2 separate regions of the Zea mays genome follow, and region 2 is linked to region 1. A link is a contact called in public Hi-C data. All regions are on one chromosome and are shown on one strand. Each heading gives the region's core, a stretch centred on a gene start, on an enhancer-like site or on the middle of the called end of the contact. The rest is flanking DNA. Distances are from core to core; before and after follow the strand shown.

Region 1 (6,322 bases), core at 1,107-3,606:
CCTGCCCAGATGGGTTGATGCAAGATGGAACACAAGCGAGGGAATGAGGCTTATATTATCTTGCATCGGGGTGCTCGTAGTAGGGGTTACAAGCGTCACGAGAGAGCGAGGGCGAGAGCAAGGGAGAGAGAGAGAGTCTCTCCGTGCGTTCGTCTCTGTCTGTCTCGTCTGCCCCGCCTCCCTCTATCTCAACGTCTCTGTGTGTGTCAACGTCCACGTCCGCCTCGTGCCTTAGGAAGGCCCTGGACATCCCCTTTTATAGACACAAGGAGATGCCCAGCTGTACAATGGGGGGTAGCTATGTGCTAACGTGGCTGGCGGAGAAGCATCTTGAGCCCTATACGCGTGCTAACGTGGCTATCGGAGAAGTGCCTTGAGCCCTGTAGAAGCATAGCTGGCGGTGCGGCATGGATCCTGCTGACGTTTGCTTGCTTCCGTAGGGGGTTTGAGAGCAACCGACGTCATGGGCGCACACGGGGAACCATCATTACCTGTTACCGGAGTAACCTTAGATGGGACACCGGTCTTGTTCCTTCGTAGACTGAGGAAGCTAGCTAGGGGTAGGGTAATGATGTATCCCCTGTAGCGTAGTCGGTCCGAGGCCCAGGTCGGGCGAGGCAGAGACTTCTCCTGAGGCCGAGGTTGAGGTCGGGCGAGGATGAGACTCCTCCCGAGGCCGAGGCCGAGGCTTAGGCGAGGCGGAGCTCCCTGTTGCGCCCGAGGCTGAACTCGTGAGAGATCACGACTCAGTTTTACCTTGGTGGTTGGCACAGTAGCCGGAGCGGGGCGAACAGTGTTGTTTTCCTGTCAGAACAGTCAGTAAAGGGGCGAAGTGACCGCGGTCACTTCGACCTTGCCGACTGAGGCACGCGTGTCAGGATAAGGTGTCAGGCGATCCCCGCATTAAATGTGCATGCGATACGGTCGGTTGGTAGGGCGATCCGGCCGAGGTCGCTGCACGACAAAGTCTGCCCGAGCTTAGTCTCGGGTGAGACGGGGGTGCGTCTGCTGACTGAAGGGACTCTCGGGCGAGGCGTGAATCCGTCCGGGGCTACCGTCCTTGCCCGAGGCTGGGCTCGGATGAGGTCACGTCCCTTGGTAGATGAGGTCTTGACTTGAACCACACTTTATCAGCCGTTTATGGTTTGTTCTGAAGATGTTTTTTAGCCGCGTTTAGGAGCATTTGGGGTACCCCTAATTACGGTACCCGACATCAGGTTTTAGACTTAGTCATGTGAGAGGAATTGAGTGGCTTTTTGCAAATAAGCCCATTTCACATCTTTTGACTTGGAAATCCTCATATATGTGAACCATATGCTTTAGGGTACCCTAATTCCTTGGTTTTTGCACTTGGGTCCAAAAGTGGTTAAAATTTACATATAACCCCTTAGGGTTTTTGTCTAGGGTTTTCCAGGGGTCTATTTAGGGTTTTTGGTACTTCTAGGGTTTGAACACTACTTGAGTTCATTAAGTGGGATATCTTATGATTATTTCTCATGAGTTTTGAAGTTTTCTCTCAATTAGGCTTTATTTACACTTCTAAGCCCAGTTTAGGGTTAAGTACCCTACTCTAGGGTTCCACCCATGACAAGTCACATCAATACAACTTGTTTGAAATTTTTGCCTAGTGAATGCATTCTAAGTGTAACAATCACATGATATGCTTATGCTCATGATGTTATGCTCAAGTTTTAGTGACAGTAACACCAGGGGTGTTACATTCTTGATTCATAGCATTTTAGAACAAGTGACCAACAACTACTTTGGCTAGTCAGGATAAGTGTAACACCATAAAATCCTAATTCTGTGAGTTTGCAAGAATTCACCCAAGTTTTAGATAAACATGTTTTCTAACAATAAATTGGAAACAAGTTTCTCATATAAAAGTTATCCTTGGTTGAATTTTATATTCTCTAAAGATTTAAACTAAGTAAAGATTATATAGTTATGATTTTACATAAAAATAAATAATAATAATCATTATATTTTTAAATGCATTGTCTCAATTAAATGATATGAAGGAGTCCTTAATTATTTAATTGTGTGATTCATTCTTTACTAAATGTATGAATTCTAGAACATTTACTTGAAACGATAGAATAATAATAGTAAAAGATATACTTTGCATCATGCTGTGTTTTTGTTTTTGCATTCAAATATGTGGATCTCAACTTCAAAACTAGATTCAAAATAGGAATTTGAAAATAGAATAGAAAAACAAAAACAGAAAAGAGAAGAAATGGAAAATGACATGCTCTCAAGCTAACTTTTTTCAGCCCAACTCGCCTTCCCGCTGGCCCGAGCCTGCCCAGGCGTGTGGACCTGCTCTTCGCGCGGCCCAGCCTCGTGCTCGCTCGCCGCACCATCCTCGACAAGTGGGCTCCACTGCCCTAGGACAACACCGCACGCGAGGGGAAATCAGACGTTGGAAGGTGGGTCCACTGCATCAGCCGACCTATGCTTAAACATCGTGCGCCATTGACCGATGTCTGGGTCCGCCGTGGTAGATCCATTTCCCAGATAGGATCATAACAAATTGAGCAAATGACAACAAACTTCATCCAACTCCGCCGATTGTGTATGGCCAGCGTCCGTGGCTTCGGCCATATAAAGCATGGGCACTGTGCGAACCCCTCCCATCCATCGCAAGCCACCGCCCGGGAGGAAGGAAGACCACCATAGTGTGTGGAGTGCGAAAAGCGCATAGAGGGGAGGAGAAGCCACCGACGCCAACTCGTGCAGTTATCGTTGTTGCGTCTTCACAGAGGGGTTGAGGTGGAAGGATGAGGTACACCGATCACGCGCGTAGCACCCTTACACCATGGGGTTGATTGGAGTCACCTCTATTGCTCGCTGGGGGTCGAGAGGAGATCCACCACCATAGAATCGGGTTCACATCGCTGTTCTGCCCTCGGGTGTGAAACCAAGAGCTTCACTCAGCCGCGCAAAAGGTGTATGTAACTTCTCTTGGGCGGATTTGCGGTCGGGGCTACCAGGATTGCTTGTCAGAGTTCACCCCACCCGCTGATCCGTAGAGCACTGTCGACCGGCTTGACCACGACGCCAACGGCGGTGAGATTTCTTCCCCAGTGTTTGCCATTGTCTCTTCCTCACGTCAACCACGTCGGGTCAAAGCATTGCAAGTCGGGGCGAAGGTTCGCGCATGTCGACGATGGCTTCCACCACGGGAGGACGGGCGCGCCGTTGTCTGGGAATTGAATAAGGAAGCGTGTCCTCGACCGTTGATCTGTCTAGTGATGGTAGAGATTAGATCTTCAAAATAACATTTCGACCGATGTAAATCGAGGTGTAGGATCGAGATCGGGTTGTTCAGTGCATGTGCACTCGAGTCAGCCGAGTCAATTTGATAAAGAGCCCCTCGGAGAAGTGAAAATTAACCCGCCATCCATGTGAATAGAAAGATCCCTACATTCGGGTCCAAACTTTTGTAGGGCAGCCCCTGAATTTTCAAAAAAGCTTCAAGCGCAGTCCAAAAGAAAAACCAGGAAAATAATAAATGAATATAGAAAATGATTTTAGTATCAAAATAATTCCCAAAACTTCGAAAAATCATATCTCCTACATTTTAATTCGGAATTTAGTGGTTCTCAAACCGACATATTCATACCGCTGCGAATAGACGAGAGGTCACAAGGAACCTGAGGCTTCAATTGGAGAAGTACCTGGAGTTGCACCAAAAAGGCAAGTTGTGTCCTTGATCACATTCTTTGACCTAATAATGTTCATGATTAATCACCGTGGCATAATCAGGTTAAACTGATGGGACCTAACAGGTTGTCTAGCTTGTTTACCCTACACCTTGCAAACAAATGAATTATTGGGTAGTCTTGCTATGCTCTACCTAATTTTGGATTAATGCTACTTATGATTGATGATCATGCTCTATTATTATTGTTGTTGGATTATTTACTGCTCGTGATAAGATCATTTTGTTAAATAGAATATGGAGAACCACCCGAGAGAAAAACAGTGTTACTACAAGGTTGGTATGGGATGCCCTTGGCCAATTAACTAGGAAAGCTGGTATGTTAGAGCCTTACCCTAAAGGGCCAAGTGGGGAGGAGTTGCACAAGCATAGTACTGTTGTAATTACTGCGATAGGGCTACAGACAGTGGAACATGGCCTATGCCCCATCTGCCTGAATTCATAACAGGTTTTCTCGTGGAACTTTGTAAAGGTCCTGTAGTGCTATCATGCCTCGTCTCTTTGGTAGATATGAATGGGAAGTCCAATCCCTTGGCAAATGCATAACACGATTTGTGGGTAAAGATGTGCAACCTTTGCAGAGTGTGAAACTGGTATATCAGTCATGCTCACGGTCAAGAGTGGCTCGAACGCTCACATGAGTAACTTATGGAATTAAACTTAACATGTCATTGCATTACATTGTGAGATTTATTATTGATTGTGATCTCTTATTTAATTGGGTTGGTATGTACTTAAACTTAGTAATTACTAATAAAATTTTGACCAACTTATTAAAAGCAACTCAGCTTTAACCATTCTGCTTGATAAGTATTACACTACACTTCCCCCCACTTGCTGAGCGATGACCGTATGAGAGCTCACTCTTGCTATAATAACACGAGGTCAAGAACAAGTACCCCTAAGGAGCATGAAGAATGCTACGATGGGTTAGGAGAGGTCTAGGCTATTGTCTCCCAGTCAGCTATGGTTGAAGAGGATCGTTGTCGTTATATAATGTATTTATTTAGCTATTTTGTATAGAACTTCTATTATATAATAAAGATGTGACATTGATTTCTGTACCATGATTCATCATATGTGTGAGACTTTATCCTAGCATACATTTGAGACGCATCTGAATTCGTCCTTAAATCCGGATGTGACAATAAGCTGTTTATGTTTGCTGCTCGTGAGAGGAAAGATTACAAGAGCAAGTATGAGAGCACGTTTAGGAAGCTAGAGTTTGCTAGAGCTTTTATCGTGATGTCCGATAAGACTAAATGTAATGAGTGCGCTTTATACATGACAAACATCACCACATGGGCAAGAAAGTAAAAGAAATGAAATATTGATTGATTGGTTCGATTAGGAATGCCCGTAATCGGACGTACCCCTTTATATATAGGGGGGTCTGGACCTGTTCATATGTGTTCTCTGACATAATTTACGTAATTAGTTGGATAAACACGCACGAAAAAAGGTTATCTCCTCTGACATGGTCTACACGCGGACTATCCGGACTACCCCACGTGTCTGTCTCGCCTCTACAGGTGCCACGTATACACAACCAAATAAGCCCTAAGCTTTTATTCCAGTGGAACATCTCCATGTTCTAATGGGGGCCAGCAGTAGTTGAAGCTTTGATCGTGGTTCAGATGAATCATGAAATACAAGAAACGAAATTTTCTGTAGCGCGTTACGGACGAAGGGAACACCCAATCGTGTGATCCTGTGACCATCGTACTTCCAGCACATGCGCTACTCTGTATTCTGCAGCAGGGCAATCAAGCTGCAACTGCAAATAGTAACTCAGGAATGTTCATAGCTCGCTTGGCAACAAGGCCACATGTGGAATGAAGCCAGGAACAGTGGAATACAATCCAAGATCCCATGTGCTAAACTTCAACAAGGTGCTAAAATTTAGTTCTTTCAAATAGAGAGCTAAAGTTTGAATACAATTACTAATGTTTAGCACATACATACACAAAGACATTTAGGCCCTGTTTGGGAACACAGTTTTTCCAAACTGCAGTTTTTCAAATACTAAAATATACTTTAGTCATGACATTACTACAGTTTACAATGCTTCAGTTTTCGAATACAACAGTATCCAATACATCAAGGTGTTTGGGAAAAACTTTGGTTGAGACCAATCAGCCAGAGCGGGACCCAGCTGGCGCTCTCTTTGCAGAGAAAAACTTTGGCTGAGACCAAAGTTTCCAAAACTGCAAAACAAGTGCAATATTTACAATACAACAGTTTAGCATACAGAGATTTCAGATGAGTTGCCAAACACCTCAAAGTATATAATACCACAGTATTACTCAATACTATAGTATTGCTTCAATACTACAGAAAAACTTTGTTCCCAAACACCCCTTATTCCCCTAATTAATGCGGGGTGGAGAGAGTGTGGAGACGAGAGGTAGAAGATATCTTTTTCTCGCTCTGGACCATTTTTAGCTCACTTTAGCATTTTTTATGAGTTAATGCATGTTCTAAATCTCTAAACTAATAGTTAGTCGCTAAAATTAGCTAAGAGGTTTGCGGATCAGCTAAATGACCAACTAATTGTTATTTATAACTCTCATATAGCTATTAGTTGTTAGATAC
Region 2 (6,322 bases), core at 983-3,482, 730 kb after region 1:
TATATTTTATGTTGCTAATGCTCTTTTGACATCATTGGAATTTTTGTTTGCGGTTCAAGTAGGACATGCTGGCATGCAGATCTAGTCTGGAGTCCTGTGCGCAAGACACTTGTCACAATGATATTTGTGAGATGGTCTGAAGGTTTGGAGGTTGGCTTCGATTATGTTTTTCTAAGTAGGATATCACCATAAGCTTATTCTAGTCAAAGAATGCGATAGTCAGTCCACAACCAGCATTAGGAACCTTCATCATGTTGCAGATATACCAGCTTCCTAGGGTTGTCTCATAGATTTCTAGGTGTTAACTGTCCTACTTTTTGTCTATTTTTTGAAGTTACTTTCTTATCCAGTGTGCTGTGTAGATGGGAAAAAATATGTGATGTAATGATTAAGGGTACAAGTCTTTTTCCCTTGTCATTTGTTTCCTTTCTCCCTTGCTTTCTTCCTTTCTCCCTTAATGTAAGCCTAGTTAGTTTTGCGATGGATGTTTTTTCATGATTGTGGTGTCTAAGTGGGACGCAGCCTCACTGTTGTTGGCCCAATAGTATTGTAGACATAGGTTGCTTATATTCAGTTTAATGTGACCTCGAATCTAGAGCGTTAGCCACCTCAATTTGCAATATAAATTTATTTAGCCTTTGGCATATCGTTTTTTTAAGTGGAACATGAACTTTGCCATTTAGGTTTGTCTTTGATTTCTTGCATGAAAATGCTTGAGCCAACCTGGATTACTGGTTGAAGCAAATCATAAATCAAGTTTGTCAGCTGAGTGCACACAATTATTATGGATTGATGTAGTTCATTCTGGGCTTGTTTTAAACAGTTTTAGTTTGTAGCTATTTAAATTCATAGTCAACAGAAAATACAATGATATTATATAAATCTTGTGGCACTTGCTTTCTTTATTAACAGTTTGTGCGCCCCTAAACCCTAAGGAAATGATCTAGGGGTGCTTTGATTTTTTTTTCTTGCTTCGTTTGTGCTGCTTTGCAACTAGTGAGAACATTTTTTGTTATTATGATGCTTGTGCTCTGTTTACTCTCTTCAATCTTGGTATATACGGAGAAGGCAAATTTTAAGGCCTTCCATGTTGACCTGTTTGTTCATTAGAACATCGATTTGATTTGGTGGCATCCCTGTGTTGTTGACATAACACTGTTTATTTGGTTTCTTCTATTACTACCGTTCCATCTATTAGCAGCTTCTGTATTTGAATCCTTGTGTCGTTTCCTGTTTGCTTGTTTTTTTTTAGCACGATTACTCTACTGGTCATATTGCCCGAGATCCTCAAAGCCAACATAATTTATTCTGCATGCAAATCTTCGGCTAAAATCGAACGCTTTAGCCAACTGGTTCATTTTCCAGCTGTGGGTGTATTGAAAAACCAGAAATTGGAATGTGCTTGTTTCATGTAATGTCACAAAGGGAATCGAGAATGGAACTTTGATATTGCATTGATCTCTTTGTACCTATATACAGTGGGAATGGACATGTTGAAAGGGTGTGGTCCCTTCGCAGAAGAGGTGTGGCCCTTCGGTAAGTAACCACCGATGACAGTTATGGTCACCAATAATGATTTTCAACACTCCCCTTAATCAACTCCATAATTCCTTCAAAAATCCTGTGGAAAAAATGAGCAATGTATAATTCGATGTCACTAAAACTCCTTTAAACATGTAAACCCTAATATGAGATTCTCAAGACTTGGGTCATTCAATGAATAATAATAGAGATTACTTTGATTATGTGTTCTACTTTTAATGCATATTTCTTTTGTTAAAAATAAATAAATACATGTTAAATAAATATGTGAAATTATGCATTATGTTGAAGTTTATTTATTTGGAAGGCTTAATTTTGAAGATTGAACTTTAGTTGGAGTTGAATTTGAAAATCAAAATCTAGGAAGAAAACTTTGATTAAGTACATTCACAGAAAGAGTTTAGTTTGAATTTTTGGAAATAAAAAAAAAGAAAGAAAAGGAAAGGAGAAGTTGGCGTCATGGGTAGAAACTTCACCTCATCGGCCCATTTAGGTTTGTTCGGTTAGCTCTCAATCCATGTGGATTGAGTGAGATTGGATGGGTTTAAATCACAAGCAAGTCAAACTTCTTAATTTTTTCCAATCCCATCAAATCTGTGGCTAACGGGATTAATCGAACAAGGCCTTACCTTTTTCTCCCCGTCGCGCTTGCTTCATCTGTTGCCATAGCGCTACCCAGCTCGCTCATGCGTTGGTTGCCCACTTGCCTCTGGTGTGTGGACCTGCCCTCACTAGAGCTCCTCTCACTACCGTGTTAAGCTCGCACGAGCGATGTGGATTTGGTTAGTTGAGTTCCTCTCGTTAGCCATTGGGAGCTTGGGACCAAAATCGCACCCCTGAGTCCCTGACTCCGGGTATATATACAAGGACGACCTTGTTTATCGCCATGAACGAGGGGGGGGGGTCAAGGATTATCTCAATCGAGCGTCGTCAGGCCACGTCGACCACGCACTATGCAGGGCATCGCTTTGCAGCGTCGAACCCACCGCAAATCGGGCCCCGGGCACACTTCGACGATCAAGCCAGGGCTTCGCTCCATCGCAGCGTCGCTGACCCCTCTTCGTCGAGCTTCGTCGCAAGGTCAGATCACATGTACAAGGATGCAACGTATTCCCTGAGTGAACACTCGTCTAGGGCCTCGGCCGAGCGGCCATGGCAGACTCGACGCTTAACCCTCGGGTGGGGAGAGCCTGTAGTCCTCACCCTGCGCAACCATGCGGTGCGTCGGTAGGTAGGAGGGTTGGTGGTCGTTAATTCGGCGATGTAGGGCGGTGATTGAATCTAGGGTACCGATTCGGCCGAAGGGCTATCTGGGTCGTGGATCGACGGGTGTGTGGTTGAGATTTAAATTCTGGCATTTTGAATCACATACGTCGATATGAGATCGTAGGGACTATATTACGTACCTGTTCGGTGTGGGCTGGGTCTAATCTGGACCGCCAGATCACGATCGGATGGCTGAGAAACAAACGTACCCCTTCGCCGTGGAGTTTTTATAAAAGAGCCCCTCGAGTTTGGAAGAATAAACCCGCAATGTACTCGTATAGAAAGAATAGAACAACAAGGTCCTAATTCTTGCGAATTTAGCCCTTAACTTTTGGAAAATAATATCCACACACCAAATGAACTCCTCTCACTTATAAAGGAATTATGAAAATGATTTTTCTTATAAAAATAATACCAATAACTTGGAAATTCATATCTTCATCGTTTTAACTCCGAATTGACCCGGTCAAATTGCGTTAGGTTCATAATAAACTTTGCTATACAGTGACAACCATTGTTTTGTCATGTCATACACTTTTATATTTAAATATTTATTTACCACATATATAGTAGGTTGATCTTTCCGATCAAAGAAATGTGTTTATGATTATAAGTTGATAGAAGATAGTTTCTAAGTAAGATGATCTTTAATTCATATCTTACCTGATTTATAAATCGACTAATAATCTAGGTTTGTCATAATTAGCACCTAAAAGTTCATATAACTATATCTTTTCAACCATAACTCCAATTTTAGTGGTTCTCCAATCTATGATCTTGTAGCAACGCGTATATCATTATTATGCGGTTTGTTCTCATGTTTGATGTGATGTTAATTTCTTCTATACATATTGTTTGTTTGTATTGTTGCGAGTAGACGAGCAAGTGATCGATGAGTCTCAGGTTGAAGATCCTGAGAGGAGCTCGCTGAAGGCAAGTTGTGCCCTTGATCACTCTTATTTACCCAATAATGTTCATGTTAATCAATGTGACATGTTCAGGTTAATTTTATGGGACCTAATAGGCTACCCTAGTTTAGTTTACCTTGCTCCTTGCTTACCACTGAACTATTGGGTAGTATCTGCTATTGCTCTATGTGGTTTTGGGTGTTATGATACATATTATTCATGACCATGGTATTTACTGTCGATGGATTATTTACTGTTCATGACAAGACTATTGTGTTAATTGGAACATGGAGAACCACCCGAGAAAATAGTGCTACCACAGGGTGGAATGAGACGCCCTTTGTTGATTAATTAGGAAAGCTAGTGTGTGTTACACCCTGTTTGTTTTGGATTATAATCTCTCCAGATTATATAATCTAGCAGGTAAACAAACACCTAGATTATGGGTTTAGATTATATAATCTAAAGCCCAAATTATGATAATTTCATAATCTCCTCAAGAGTAGCTTATTTGAGATTATTTTCGGCAAAAGACCCACTACCCATGGTTATGTAAATAGAAATTACAATATATGCCATCCTTCTTCCCTCACCTCAAATAAACAAACAAGGGTATTGTTGTCTTTGTGAATAATCTAGACTACCAAACAACTACATGTAAATTATAATCTATCTAGATTATAATCTGAATTATATAATTTAGATTATAATCCAGATTATATAATATATAAGCTGTAACAAACATGCCCTTAATCCTTTCTCGAAAAGGGCAAGCGGGGTGGACGAGTGTATGTGTAGGGAGGTCCTCGAGTCGGACTGTCTTTTTAGCTTTTCGGACGAGGCATTCCTATATTGCCTTTGTCCCGGAATCCGTAGCGGGTTCTCTCCTCTGGTGGAACTTTGTAAAAGCCTCCCACTGTACCCTCGCCTACTCACATTGGTAGTATTTAAGGGTCCGATCACCCGAGATGATAGAGGGAACACGTCTTGTGAGTAAAGATGCACAACCTCTGCTGAGCGTAAAACTGGTATATCAGCCGTGTTCACGGTCAAGGTCGGCTCAAACACTCACATGAGTAACTTATGAAATAAACTTAATTGTCATATGCATTGTATTGTGGGATTATTTATTATTAATTGTGACATGTTATTTAATTGAGTTGGTAAATACCTATAATTAGTAACTGATAATAAAATTTTGACCAACTTGTTAAAAACAATGCTCAACCTTAACCATTATTTGTTGCTCAACCTTACACTACACGTGAACTCCCACCGTAAGTGAGCTCATGCACATTAATCTCCATACTTGCTGAGCGATGAACACTGTGAGCTCACCCTTGCAATAAACCCTCCACAGGTGAAGAGCAGGTGCCACCGGAGGAGGACTACTACGACGACTTCGACGAGATGTATGTGTTGTCTCCCAGTCAGCTTGATGGCGCCGAGGAAATAATATTAGTTCGATTTATTTATTATCAGTTATTTTGTAAGGCATTTTCGTTATGTAATAAAGTTTGTGACATTCGTCTCTATACACTGAGTCATTGTATGTGTTGATCTTGTCTGGCACACATATGAGACGCACCCGAGTTTACCTTTAAAACCGGGTGTGACAGAAGTGGTATCAGAGGAATATTGACTATAGGACGTAACTTGGATAGACTTAGACAAAACCCTTACCTGCTTACCTTTACTCTAATTCTTTCTATACTTTCCTTTGATCGTGTCTCACCTTTTAGTTGTTCTACTCTGACTATCCTTATCTTTTCTACTCTAAAAGACAAAAGGGATTTCATACCTTGGATTCCTATACCTACAAATATCCAAAGAGATAAGAGACAAAAGTAATATATATAGTTTATGTATTAGGAGCTCTGGGCTCTCTCTAACTAGAGAAAGCCCTGACCCTCACCCGACTAGCCCACAAGATGTTTCAGATGCACCGTCTGATCCATTCAATATAATGTCAACAGACTTTTATGCTTTGTTGTACACAAGTTTACGCTTAATTTGTCATATTATCTGAAATCGCCTCCTGTACTATAATATAAAATCGAATGCGATGACTGCTTTGCCCGAGAAGACTAGGGTTTCAGCAGCGGCGGCTGCCGATCCCCATTCCCCGATCCGAAGCACCTCAAACCACCGCTCTGCCCAGTTCCACCCAGCGCAGCGCGGCTGTCTTCGGCGGCAGAGACGTCGCAGGAGCTGCTGCTCGACTTCAAGGCGTCCCTTTAGGACCCGTCGGGCGCTCTCTCCGCCTGGTCGCACTCCATGCCCTACTGCAACTGGCCGCACGTCGCCTGCGCCACCAGTGCCGCCGCAAACACGATCGTCTCGGTCTCCATCTCGCTCCAGGGCCTCGGCCTCTCGGGCGAGCTCGCTGCCTCCTCCCTCTGCCGCGTGCGGGGCCTGGTCGTGCTGAGCCTCGCGTCCAATGGCTTCGAGGGCCAGGTGCCCGCTGGCCTCACCGCACTCGGCGGCATCCTCCAGGTGCTCGACCTCGAGGAGAACCTGCTCTCCGGCGTGCTCCACCCGGCGCTTTTCGACAACCTCACCAGCCTTTTGAACGGTAAGATTTGTTATTCTTTAGTTATACAATT

What was found. Hi-C and Micro-C count contacts between places; a contact is called where the count stands out from the background.
Region 2: a Hi-C map of ear shows a contact between it and region 1, with 1.5 times the contacts expected there. The contact joins two enhancer-like sites. A contact is called at or near these places in 2 of 25 Hi-C or Micro-C datasets (ear and tassel).

The regions. Positions count from the first base shown.
Region 1 is chr10:110,765,920-110,772,241 of Zm-B73-REFERENCE-NAM-5.0, forward strand. It overlaps a transcript of LOC100217064 not described here. Among protein-coding and RNA genes, the nearest start is that of LOC100217064, 9.5 kb to the right of the region's middle. Within about 2 kb of position 2,357, at least 19 of the 20 cell types and tissues checked have an H3K27ac peak or open chromatin away from gene starts, as enhancers often do. A contact at or near this core is called in ear, where this site is marked.
Region 2 is chr10:111,494,914-111,501,235 of Zm-B73-REFERENCE-NAM-5.0, forward strand. No RefSeq gene overlaps it. Among protein-coding and RNA genes, the nearest start is that of LOC100383202, 6.7 kb to the left of the region's middle. Within about 2 kb of position 2,233, at least 3 of the 20 cell types and tissues checked have an H3K27ac peak or open chromatin away from gene starts, as enhancers often do. A contact at or near this core is called in ear, where this site is marked.